Linked DNA regions of Mus musculus: all the other regions are linked to region 1. A link is a contact called in public Hi-C and promoter capture Hi-C data. All regions are on one chromosome and are shown on one strand. Each heading gives the region's core, a stretch centred on a gene start, on an enhancer-like site or on the middle of the called end of the contact. The rest is flanking DNA. Distances are from core to core; before and after follow the strand shown. Region 1 holds the start of Vasn (vasorin). Region 2 overlaps Gm36359 (a long non-coding RNA gene). Region 3 holds the start of Rogdi (rogdi homolog).

The links. Promoter capture Hi-C pulls out the DNA fragments that hold promoters and counts their contacts. A called contact is a pair of places that touch in the nucleus more often than the background predicts.
Region 2: a promoter capture Hi-C map of frontonasal cranial neural crest shows a contact between it and region 1. The contact joins the enhancer-like site here to the promoter of Vasn in region 1. A contact is called at or near these places in 2 of 39 promoter capture datasets (cranial neural crest and frontonasal cranial neural crest).
Region 3: a contact with region 1 is called in a Hi-C map of B cells, with 23 read pairs. The contact joins the promoter of Rogdi here to the promoter of Vasn in region 1. A contact is called at or near these places in 4 of 39 promoter capture datasets (the C10 cell line, cranial neural crest, liver and 1 more), 2 of 484 Hi-C or Micro-C datasets (B cells and large pre-B cells) and 1 of 9 other capture datasets (liver).

The regions. Positions count from the first base shown.
Region 1 is chr16:4,638,268-4,641,470 of GRCm38.p6, reverse strand. It overlaps Vasn (vasorin), which reads right to left and starts at 1,526. Exons shown (of 2, transcript NM_139307.3): 1 at 1,323-1,526. The region is part of intron 9 of Coro7 (coronin 7); the gene reads left to right.
Region 2 is chr16:4,272,448-4,276,200 of GRCm38.p6, reverse strand. Gm36359 (a long non-coding RNA gene) reads left to right here. Exons shown (of 4, transcript XR_875865.2): 2 at 2,087-2,364. Among named protein-coding and RNA genes, the nearest start is that of Gm36359, 10 kb to the left of the region's middle. Within about 2 kb of position 2,135, at least 85 of the 459 cell types and tissues checked have an H3K27ac peak or open chromatin away from gene starts, as enhancers often do.
Region 3 is chr16:5,012,050-5,015,623 of GRCm38.p6, reverse strand. It overlaps Rogdi (rogdi homolog), which reads left to right and starts at 2,071. Exons shown (of 11, transcript NM_133185.2): 1 at 2,071-2,161; 2 at 2,250-2,321; 3 at 3,115-3,197; 4 at 3,329-3,383. The coding sequence starts at 2,117. It overlaps Glyr1 (glyoxylate reductase 1 homolog (Arabidopsis)), which reads left to right. Exons shown (of 16, transcript NM_001079814.1): 16 at 22-1,722. The coding sequence ends at 96.

The DNA of each region.
Region 1 (3,203 bases), core at 277-2,776:
ACTCTGAGGCTTGGCAAGTTGGGGACAAGCAGCGTCTGTCCCCCTCCCTGGGCTGGCATGTGTGCTCCTAGGTCCTTTCCTCTCTGGATGGGAGATGCTAGATAATGGTCTGGAGGGAATCCAGTTGGGCTGCTCATTACCAGAGCCCTCTTCCTGCCTCTGACACTCTGTTTACAGAAGTTCCCCGGGGGCTGATTCCCCTGGGAGAGGACAGTAAACTCTAGGGACTACCCTCCCATCCCCCACCTGCCTGCTCCAGCTCATGCTAACAGCTGGGTCCATACTGGCCTTCACTGCCCATACCAATGTAGCCCCTCACAAGGCTCCAGCCCACCCACATCTCTGCTTTCCCAGCAGCCTAGGGGGAAGGGACCTTTTACCTTTTAGCCAGACCCTCTCCCCTAGGAACTCTTGACCCAGATAGGGAAGAAGGCTCTCTTGGTGCCTCTTCCTGGAGCATCACCTACTATTAATGCAAAAAACAAGCAAGGGAACTCCTGAGCCTTGGGTTTCTTCTACTGCAGAGGCTGCTTCTGGGATCCAATAGAAGCAGTCAATGACCCTGGTGTGGTAATCGTTAACGAATGGGGGTGAGGTAGTGTGGTTGGCACCAATCAGCTGGCCTGCCTGTGACCACAAGGAACCTAAGCAGTCCTCTGGCCCCAGAGCTGCAAGCTGGGGAACACAAAGGACTAGACTGGCTATAGGCCATTGGGTCTGCAGCCCAAGCAAAGCCCATTACTGGTAGAGATGAGATGCGCTGATACTGGAGCACTAAAGATTATGGTTAGCCAAAGTTCATCCCTCACCTGGGGGTACACCTATCAATCTCCCCATTCCCGGTCCTCTCCAGGCTTGCCTGTGTATTCGTGGCTTCTGCCATGTGTGACAAGGCCCAGAGGATCCCAAGCAACCATTCTGCACAAGGGCACCAGACTGTCTGACCCCCGTGAGGGAAAAGTAACCAGACTACGGCTGGGCCATCCCCTAAAAGAGGGTTGATTCATAAAACTGGTCACGCCAGAGGGCCCAGTCGTGGGAGGAGGAAGCAAGGGAGGGGGTGTTTATTTTGTCTACTCAGAGCCTCACGGGTAGGTTAGCCATGTACAAACGCACGCCCTGGCTCTCCCGAGGGTCAACGGAGGCCCCTGAACCCACTCAGGAAGGGGGGTGCAACTGGACGTTCCCGCCCAGGTAACCGCCCGAGGCGGGGATAAGCCCCTCGCTCCGGCAGTCGCAGTCCCACTGGAGAATGTGCTAGTGTGCTGTTCCAGTGTGATCAGCTCCGCCTGTCGCCCCCACCCTCGCCCCTAGACACTCACCAGGAGACGACTGCGGCTGAAGGAGCCAGGCGGTGCGGTCCAAGGCCTCAGTGGGGCCTCAGTCCTTCACCTCTGGCCGGTCCTGAGAGGTCCGGGGTCCCGGGATCCAGAGGCTGCTGCGTCCCGTCCCGGGCTGGGGTTTCCCAGCCCCGGTCTCTGGCTCCGGCTCCAGACTCGAAGTTGACTCGTAAGAGGCTGGTCTCTGCTTAAGATGTAGGAGTGGGTGGGACCGTCTGTACCGAGGGCGGGGCTTCCTCCAATTGGCTGAGGCGGGGTTTGACCAAGCCTATACACACCCACCTCCTCTGAATGGGTCATTGCACTAAGCAGGCCTAGTCTGCACCTAGATATACCTCCAGATCCCAGTGAGGAGTGATTTTATTAGGCTGGCTTAAGTCTATCTTTTGCTGTGTGACATTTGGACAGGCTCCTGCTTTTTAACTGAAAAATATCTGGTGACACAAATTCAAGAAGTGGACATTAGGGTCAGTAAAGAGCTGGAGAAGCAGAGGTAGATTGTAGGGGCCAGCAGGGATGATGGCTGAGTCCCCATGACCAACCCAGTCTGCCAAAACTGAGGATTTTTCATACAAATCTAGATTTTTTAGGCGTAATCTCACAATGTGTTTTTGTTGTTAGCTAATTCCAATTTCAAAAGCTAGAAAGGCCACATGAAGTGGTTCCAAGAGCCTCTTATATAAAATCTCTTAATGCTGGACTTGAGATCTTTGTAGCCATGACAGCATCCCTGGTCACCTTCCCCAGCTCTAAATGAGAGACTGGGACCTAGGAGCATATGTCAGCTCAAGCCCCTCAGTTACTGAAAGCTTCAAGACTAGAATATGCCTGGGATGGGAGGCAGGATTGGGGACGTCATCAGCAGTAGGAGGGACCTAGGTGTTTGTTGACAGCAGCCCTTGATTAAGCAGGAGGGTGCTGTGCCAGGGGCTGGTTCAGAAAAAATCCCCTGCCTTGTAGGATTCCAGGAAAATGGTCATCCTCTCCACCCCACCCCACCCCCATGGTTTGTGGTTAGAGTCAGGCCTCAGGGCCTTTGGGGACCCAACTCAGCTCCTGGATTTCACCATCATATCCCTTTCCCGCCGGGTCTGTATTGAAGGCCTTGTCTGGGTCACACTATCTGGAGGCTTATCTGGCCTCAGCTGGTACTTGTGTTGTAAAGGCAGGGCATCCACACCCCCACAATTGGGGGCAGGACTGACCCCAGGTGTTTCATTTGGCCTGTGTGGCAGGTTTGAAAGTTGGATGTCATTTCCAGAATTGAAAATTTGGGTGATTTCACATGACAATTAGTTTTCCGAGCTTGTCTTAAACAGGACGTCTTTGAAGGCTGGGTGGCAACTGTCCCCAGATTCACCAATCTTCTGGATGGCAGGCTCCTCAAGCCCCGAGTGTTGTAAGTCAGGTCTGTCATCCCAGCTGCTCTGAAGACTGAGGCAGGAGGATCACAAATTCAAGGTCAGCCTGAATAACTCCTTAAGACCTTTTTCAAAATAAAACTCTGAAGGTTTAACTCAGTGGTAGAGCACTTGAGATAAATAAGGCCCTAGATCAATATCCAGTACCAGCAAAACAGAGGGAATACACAAGTGCTCTGTGACTTCCAGTCAGACTGTCCCAAGCCACTTCCCATGAACCATGAGGCCTCTGAGGCCCCATCCTCCTAGAACTCACAGCTTCCAGTATATCCCATCTTGTCCAGTCTCTCATTGCTCTCCAGGTACCACCCAGGTCCCCACAAGGGAAGAGAGTGTGGGATGCTTTTGGCCCAGCCTGGATGGCAGTGACAGATCTATGGGATATATGGCATGAATGGAGGGGATAGCGGAGATGTTCAAGAGCTGCTGTCCCCCAGCAACA
Region 2 (3,753 bases), core at 886-3,385, 370 kb after region 1:
TTAGGTTCCCAGACTGGTAAGTAGCTTTTAATACTGAGCATAGGTGTGAACCGATGGTAAGCAAATGCAATGCAAAGAGAGACCCTCTCTGGGAGAAAGCTGGCGGTTTTATTTGTCATTCTATCCATTCTGTTCTAACTTAGCACAACTAGTTAGAAAGAAAACAATCCAGTTGGGCATGTTAAAAATTTTTCTGTAATCACAGCGCTCGGGAGACTGAGGCAGGAGGATTGCTATAAATTCAAGGCCAGCCTGGGTTCTAAACCAGCCAAGGGCAACATAATATTAAAACAAAACAAGACAAAAACAACAACAACAACCAACAACAAAAACCCTACCTTAATAACAGACTAGACTAGACTAGACTCAACTAAACTGGAAAGATCTCCCAGCAGTTAAAAAAAGAATACTTCACTTCCAGAGGACCCAAGTTCAGTTCCCAAGACCCACGCAAGGTAATGCCTGTAACTCTCACTCTAGGGATGCTCAACACCTCTGGCTGCCAAAGGTTCCAGCACTGACATGTACATACCCTTATACAAGTAGTATAGATAATTAAAAATAAATCTTTTCTTAAAAAGAAAAGAGTGGTCTTGCAGTGGTGGCATTTGGGAGACAGAGTGGGGTAGATATCTGAGCTCAAAGCCAGCTTGGCTACATAGTTCCATGACAGCCAAGGCTACACAGAGAAAACCCTGATTCATAAAGCAAAAGCAAAAGAAGAAAGAAAAGAGTAAATCAGGAAGCTCTAGCTCAGTGGGGAAGAGGCTATGTGTTTATCCATCAGGGAGAATTGCACGCGCCCCTCTCCCTCCCTTCCTCTCTCACCGCATTCTAAGCTATTCTGACTTACTATATAACCAAGGATGTTCTTCACCTCCTGCCCTCTCGATGGGACTCCATCCATGGGCCACACACAATGCCTGATTTATGCAGTGCTGGAGATCAAACCCTAGCCTTCTTGCATGCTAGACACTCTACTAACTGAGTCACAACCCCATCCCCACATCTGCTCCTTAAATAGTATCCTGTCGGTGGGAGGGGTCACTTTTCAACCTGGTGACCCCTCCCTGTGTAACTGGAAACTAGCAGCAGCACCCTGTCTCTTCTCATCTGGAGATATGTCAACTGGCAGCCAGTAGATCAGGGCCATAATGCCCTTTCTGAAAATAGGAGGGCTGGAGAGATGGCTCAGTGGTTAAGAGCACTGGCTGCTTTTCCTGAATTCAATTCCCAGCAACCACATGTGGCCCACAACCATCTGTAATGGGATTGATGCCCTCTTCTGGTGTGTCTGAAGACAGCTACAGTGTACTTGCACACATTAAATAAATAAATATTTAAGATAAAAAAAAGAAAAGAAGAGGTCTTATTTAATAAATTCTTAAAGCTGGGAGGGATTTGAGAGTAAGCATCAAAATCCAGGAAGTTATCTATATACATATACATATACATATACATATACATATACATATACATATACATATACATATACATATACAGGTTTAAATTTACTGAATCATTTTTGCTAGGAAGCTTCTTCCCCCAACCAAATTTGTTGCTTTTTTATGCTATTGTGAGGCATTTGTTTTAATTTCATGGTTTTCAAAAGTTTACAGTTTTACAAAATTGGATGTTGATGAAATCCATTAGAGTGTTCATTGTCTGGTGAATTTGACATCCATCTGTCTTGCGTATGTTTCCACTGGTGGCTTTCAATGGTCTTGACATGTATCGGACATACACCGACCTATTAAACACACATATAAACACTCATGCATTGAGACCCAGCTGGGTCATAAAGTATGGCTGTCTCTGACGTGGATTCAGTTTTGCACAAAGGGAGTCTGGTGTCTCTACAGAAAAGCGCACACACTGGGGTGCTCTGGGGCGCTGGTTTAAAAGGGGTCCCTTCCAGCTCAGCAACTCTCCCTTTGCTTCTCTCTACTCACCACCCTTACGTTTGCAATAAACCTGACAAAAACTTCCAGAAGGAAACTAAGAACACTCACATTGGAAGGAAATGTTGGCAGGCAGCCAGAGACTGAAAGTACACTAGCTAATTTTGCTCTTGTTTCTCTGCCAGTAACTCCTTGGCCTCCGCATACCCAGCACAGGCCGGCCCCAAAGACAATTCTGATCATGTCGAAAACTCTTGGCTCTGAAGCCGATGAATCATGGCAACTTGAGCTTCCTCTCCTCTGGATGGACCAAGTGTTTCTCCTCACAGAATCTGTCAGCCCTGGTGATGGGACAGTGAAGACTTTCCGAGGGTGATAAAGCCACTCAGCTTGCTTGTCACACAGAGGGTGGGACCAGCAAAAGAGGTCCACTTCAGCTGCTGTCCCTCATTTCCAGATAGAGGTGACCCTTCATTTTACTACAGAGAGGGAAGGAGGAGGAAGGGAGGGGGAGGGAGGGAGGAGAGGGGAAGAGGGAATGGAGGCTTGAGGCCTGTGGTACTCGCCTGAGGAAGCTGAGACAGAAGAACCTTCAAGTTTGATAATAGCCTGGGCCACAGGATGAGACCCTGTCCAAAAAAGGGAAGAAAAACATGCAGGAAATGAAGACTGGAGGGAGGAAGGGAAGCAAGAAGGCAGCCTCTCGACTCCTGTGTACATGGAAGCTAATTTGCAAATACATCCTCTAGTCTGCATCTTCTGAATACAACTCCGGCCTCAGGTGTCTCCTCCACTCACTCTGCAGTCCAGAGCTTTACCCCCAGCTCAAGGAGCAGGCTGCTCCGTGCCATTATTTATCTTCTGAGTCTGTGGTGCTTGGGATAGATCCCAGGGCCTCCTGATGCTAAGCAAGTTCTCCAGCACTGAAATGGTACAGTCCGAGCACACAGCCCAACACCCAGGCAGAGGTTAAGCTAATCCTATGGCGTGCTGGGGTCTGACCCAGTCCATCCACAGTCGGCAAGGCAACCCAGAACATGCTGGGTACAGGTGGAACCTTTTGGATTTCTTAAACGAGGAACAAAGGACCTAAAGTGATTTAGGAAATAAGAGTTGAGGGTCCTTCTCCCAAGAATGTTTTTATGGGGTTGGGAAGGAGGTTGGGATAGGTTAAATACCAGCATGTGAGCCCTGAGGAGACAGGCAGTCCTGCAGGGGAGCCAGCAATGGCTGTAAGGCTATCCCAGAGGAAGGCTGCTGGCCTCTTTAGCCAGAGGCCTAGGTGACCCAAAGAGGCCAGAACCACCATCCCAACAAGATTCAAAGCCTTATGAATTTTCTGGGAAGGCAGAGGGTCTTGTTCCATGCAAAGAGCAGAGCCAGGGTACCCCAGGCCTGGAATGTGTCTAGAGATAAATGTTTGGAGCTGTGCTGGATAGTGTTATGTCAAATTAACACAGCTAAAGTCATCTCAGAGGAGGGAACCTCAATTTAAAAAAAAAAGTCTTCATAAAATCTCATTGTAGTAAGCCTGTAATTTCTTAATTAAAGATTGACTTAGTTTGGGTTTTATTGCTGTGAACAGACACCATGATCAAGGCAACTCTTATATAGGCAAACATTTCATTGGGACTGGCTTGCAGGTTTAGAGGTTCAGTCCATTATCAAGGCAGGAAGCGTGGCATCGTCCAGGCAGGCGTGGTGCATGGACCTGAGAGTTCTACATCTTGATCTGAAGGCAGCCAGAAGGAGACTGTCTTCTGTAGGTAGCCAGAAGGGGGAACACTCTTCCACCCTGCAGAGAGCTTGCAGAGAGCACCACCCCTACAGTGATGAACTTCCTCCAACAAGG
Region 3 (3,574 bases), core at 822-3,321, 370 kb before region 1:
TCTTTTATTTTTTTTTTTCAGGTATACAAAAGAGCCAAGGCACTGGACCAGTCTGACAATGATATGTCTGCCGTGTACCGAGCCTACATACACTAAGCCTTGCCTGCCCATCTACCCTCCCATCTTCCCTCTGACCTCCCCTCCCAGTGTGGGGTCAGGGTTCTGGGACTAGCTCTGGACCAGTCACCTGTCTCCATTTCCTTTTATACAGACTTTGAAACTTGCATCAGCACAGTACACAGCAGCACCCTGTCTCCCTGAGGCCCTGGCCAGGGATAAGAGGATCTATCTCTCCTGGTGGCTGTGAAGAAGCTCTTGAGCTGGGCCTTGATTGACCCTGGAGCAGGAGGTTGTGGATTCTCTCTGTTCCTCTGTGTTCTCTGTCTCTGTCACACACACACCCAGGATAGAAGCTACCCAGAAACTGCTGCCTGGCTGTTCTTGCAAGCTTAGCCCCCTTCTGGTCAAGAGACTGGAGGGACTAGAATTGACAGGGAGCACTGGAAGCTTTCAACTTCCCCAGGACAGAGACTGGCCCCCACTGGGCCCCTGAAAGGAGAGGCCCCTCAGCCATCATGAACCAACAGATTCCCTGAGGAGGCTCTGTGGATCACCAGCTGAGGAGGATTTTCCTGTAGACACTACCATTACACCGCAGCTCCCAGAGTGTCTCTGTGAACTGAAGAGAGACCAGCATAGCCACATAGACCCCTCTTCAGGGGGAGCAGAGTCTACAGTCTTCTGTCCTGAGCCTGTTCCTCCCAGGAGGTTTCATTTGGATTTGCATTCCAGCCCAAGGGAAGGGGCCGTAAGGGCCTTGGGAGCAGTGAAGTGTATGGGCGGCTCCTTCCTGTTTCCATTACGCCAGGCTCTTGAGCTGGGCTACCTGTTCAGCCTGCTCTACACAGGTCCCCTGCATGTCCCTCTTCCCCTTTTCCTTCCATGGAGATATTTCTGTCCCATCCTCTTTTGACCCAGCCCCAGCCTGATCAACACCAATAATAAGCATTTCCTAGATGAGCATTTCCTAGGCTGGGCTTTTGATGAGGAACCTTACTTCTGCCAGTGGTTCCAAGTTCTGGGTTTTTTGGGACTTGAAGCATTTCTCCTTGAAGAGGGGACCAGAGAGGCTTAGAATGTCACACGAGAGGAATCACCCGAGGAAGCCTTCCTCCTCATGAGTTTGGATTTTCAAAGCCACGATTTAACTTTTCCATCTGGGATAAGGATCTCAGGACATGGGCACGGGGCAGGGGATGCTTGTGGAGTTCAGTGCAATTGTCCATTCACTGGGATGCTGAACAGTTTCTGTCTGGACACAGCCTGTCTTGGTCCTGGGGGCTGGGGGTGGGGAAGATGCTGTAAGAAAACCGGTTAGTCAATGTTGTCTTAATATTGTTGACAATTCTGTAAAGTTCCTTTTTATGACTATTTCTGTTTAAGCTATTTCACCTTTCATTTTGAAACCCTTTCCTTTTATGGAGAAAATGTGACACTGTGGAAATGCTTGTAAGAAAGCCCCTACTCCCGCTTTTCCTTGAAATGACAGATCTAGGTGATTACGGTTGTGAATTTTTATTTTCACTTTGTTTTTAATGAACATTTGTCTTTCAGAATAGGATTGTGTGATAATGTTTAAATGGCAAAAAAACAAAACATGATTTTGTGCAATTAACAAAGCTACTGCAAGAAAAAAAAATAAAACATTTCTTGGTACCATAACTGTATCATTGTACCCAAATGCTAGGGGGACCTAGGTAGGAGCCAACTCACCTGATTCTTTCCCGGTGGAACCCTGGGCGGGCTCCATCTAGCCGGACAATACTGGAATAACTTGATGGACGGCCCCGCCGACCAATCAGTGGTGGCCAAAGCCCGGGTCCCTGCTGAAAAACAGGGATTGAGGCGGGCGGATAGAAGGCGAGGCGTGGCCTATCCGTCTAGCCACTCACCAGCCAGGACTAGAAGCTACAGCCAGTCGCTTGAGGCGTAGCCGGCTTGAGGGCGGAGCTTGTGCCCTATTTGCCAATCGGTCACGGGAGGAGGCGAAAAAGGGGCGGGCGTTGCGCGCCAAGCTCCTGACTACAGACCTCAGAGACGGTGCGCGGCTAGGAGGATGGCGACCGCGATGGCTGCGAGCGCCGCGGAGCGGGCAGTACTGGTGGGACGCGCTCGGCGGGCAGGGGGCGGCGGGCGGCCAGCCGACCGGCGGCGGGGATGGGATGGGTTTGACGCCGCGCTGTCCGCAGGAGGAGGAGTTTCGCTGGTTACTGCACGCTGAGGTGCACGCCGTGCTGAGACAGCTGCAGGACATCCTCAAGGTAACGCTCCCGCTGGTCCCGCCCGGCCTGCCATCCTTCCTATCCACCGGGTCCTGCCAATCGCACACAGCAGATGCTGAGCGTGACCCGTGCAGATACCCACTTCTGAGAGTACAGTTCAGACGCAGACATGCTGGCATGTAATTACACAAGCAGTGGGCACCAGGTCTTGAGTGTGAACTATCTTCGAAACTGACATTTATCTGTGAGCAAGCAGGGTAGTGGTGAAAGCTTGTGATTTCAGCACTCGGAAGAGTGAGGCTAGAGGTTCATGAGTTAGAAGCCAGCCTTAGGCTCCATTGTGAAACACTGTCTCAAACAAAACAGTCTCAAAACAACACTGATAATCCGAGCTCTGAAGTGATCTCAGCCAAGTTACCCGGATTTCTGAGCCTGTTCCCTTACCCTAACCAGGCTCACACGTCTGTTTGTGAAGATAAATAAACTATCTCACAGAATGCCTAGGACAGTAACCTAGCAAAGCCTGTTACTGTGACTACTGATTGTCTGATTCGGGGACTCTGCTCCCCACACATATCACAGCACTCCAGCTTTCTAGGCACTGTGCCTCTCTGTTCTGTGTTCCACCTGGCTGCTCATGATATACTCAGGACTGGAATGAACGGGTCTGAGCTCATAAAATCTTGGAGGTTTAGTAGGGCAGAGGCAGAGGGGCCAGGTCAGGCCTGCCCTCCTCGTCCCTTCCCCTGCTAACCTGGCAAAGTATCCAGGCCTTGGAATGGAACACTGGCCAGACTGAGGTGAGGTGTTGGGACTGCGCTGTCTTCCACAGGAGGCCTCTCTCCGCTTCACTCTCCCAGGCCCCAGCACCGAGGGCCCTGCCAAGCAGGAGAACTTCATCCTGGGCAGCTGTGGGTGAGCTGGGTTGGGCAGGAGCCTTTGGAAGGGGTGTACACCTGGGGGGAGGAAATGCCCAGGGTACGGTGGGGCAGCCTGCAAGGGGAGGGAGCAGTAGCAGGCGCTCCTCTGACTCGTGTGTGTTACAGCACAGACCAGGTGAAAGGGACTCTGACTCTGCAAGGGGATGCCCTCAGCCAAGCGGTGAGTCCCCCAACAGTCCAGCTGGTGACAAGGATGGTGATGGCTTAGCTCTGCCACCAGCTAGCTCTGTGACCCTGGCTCTGACCCTTGTTGTCTCTGACCTGTTTCCTTGTATGTCTGTAATGTCACAGGCAACCCTCACACTACCTCATGAGATAGGCTTTAGATCCCAGGAGGGGAAGGACAAGAAC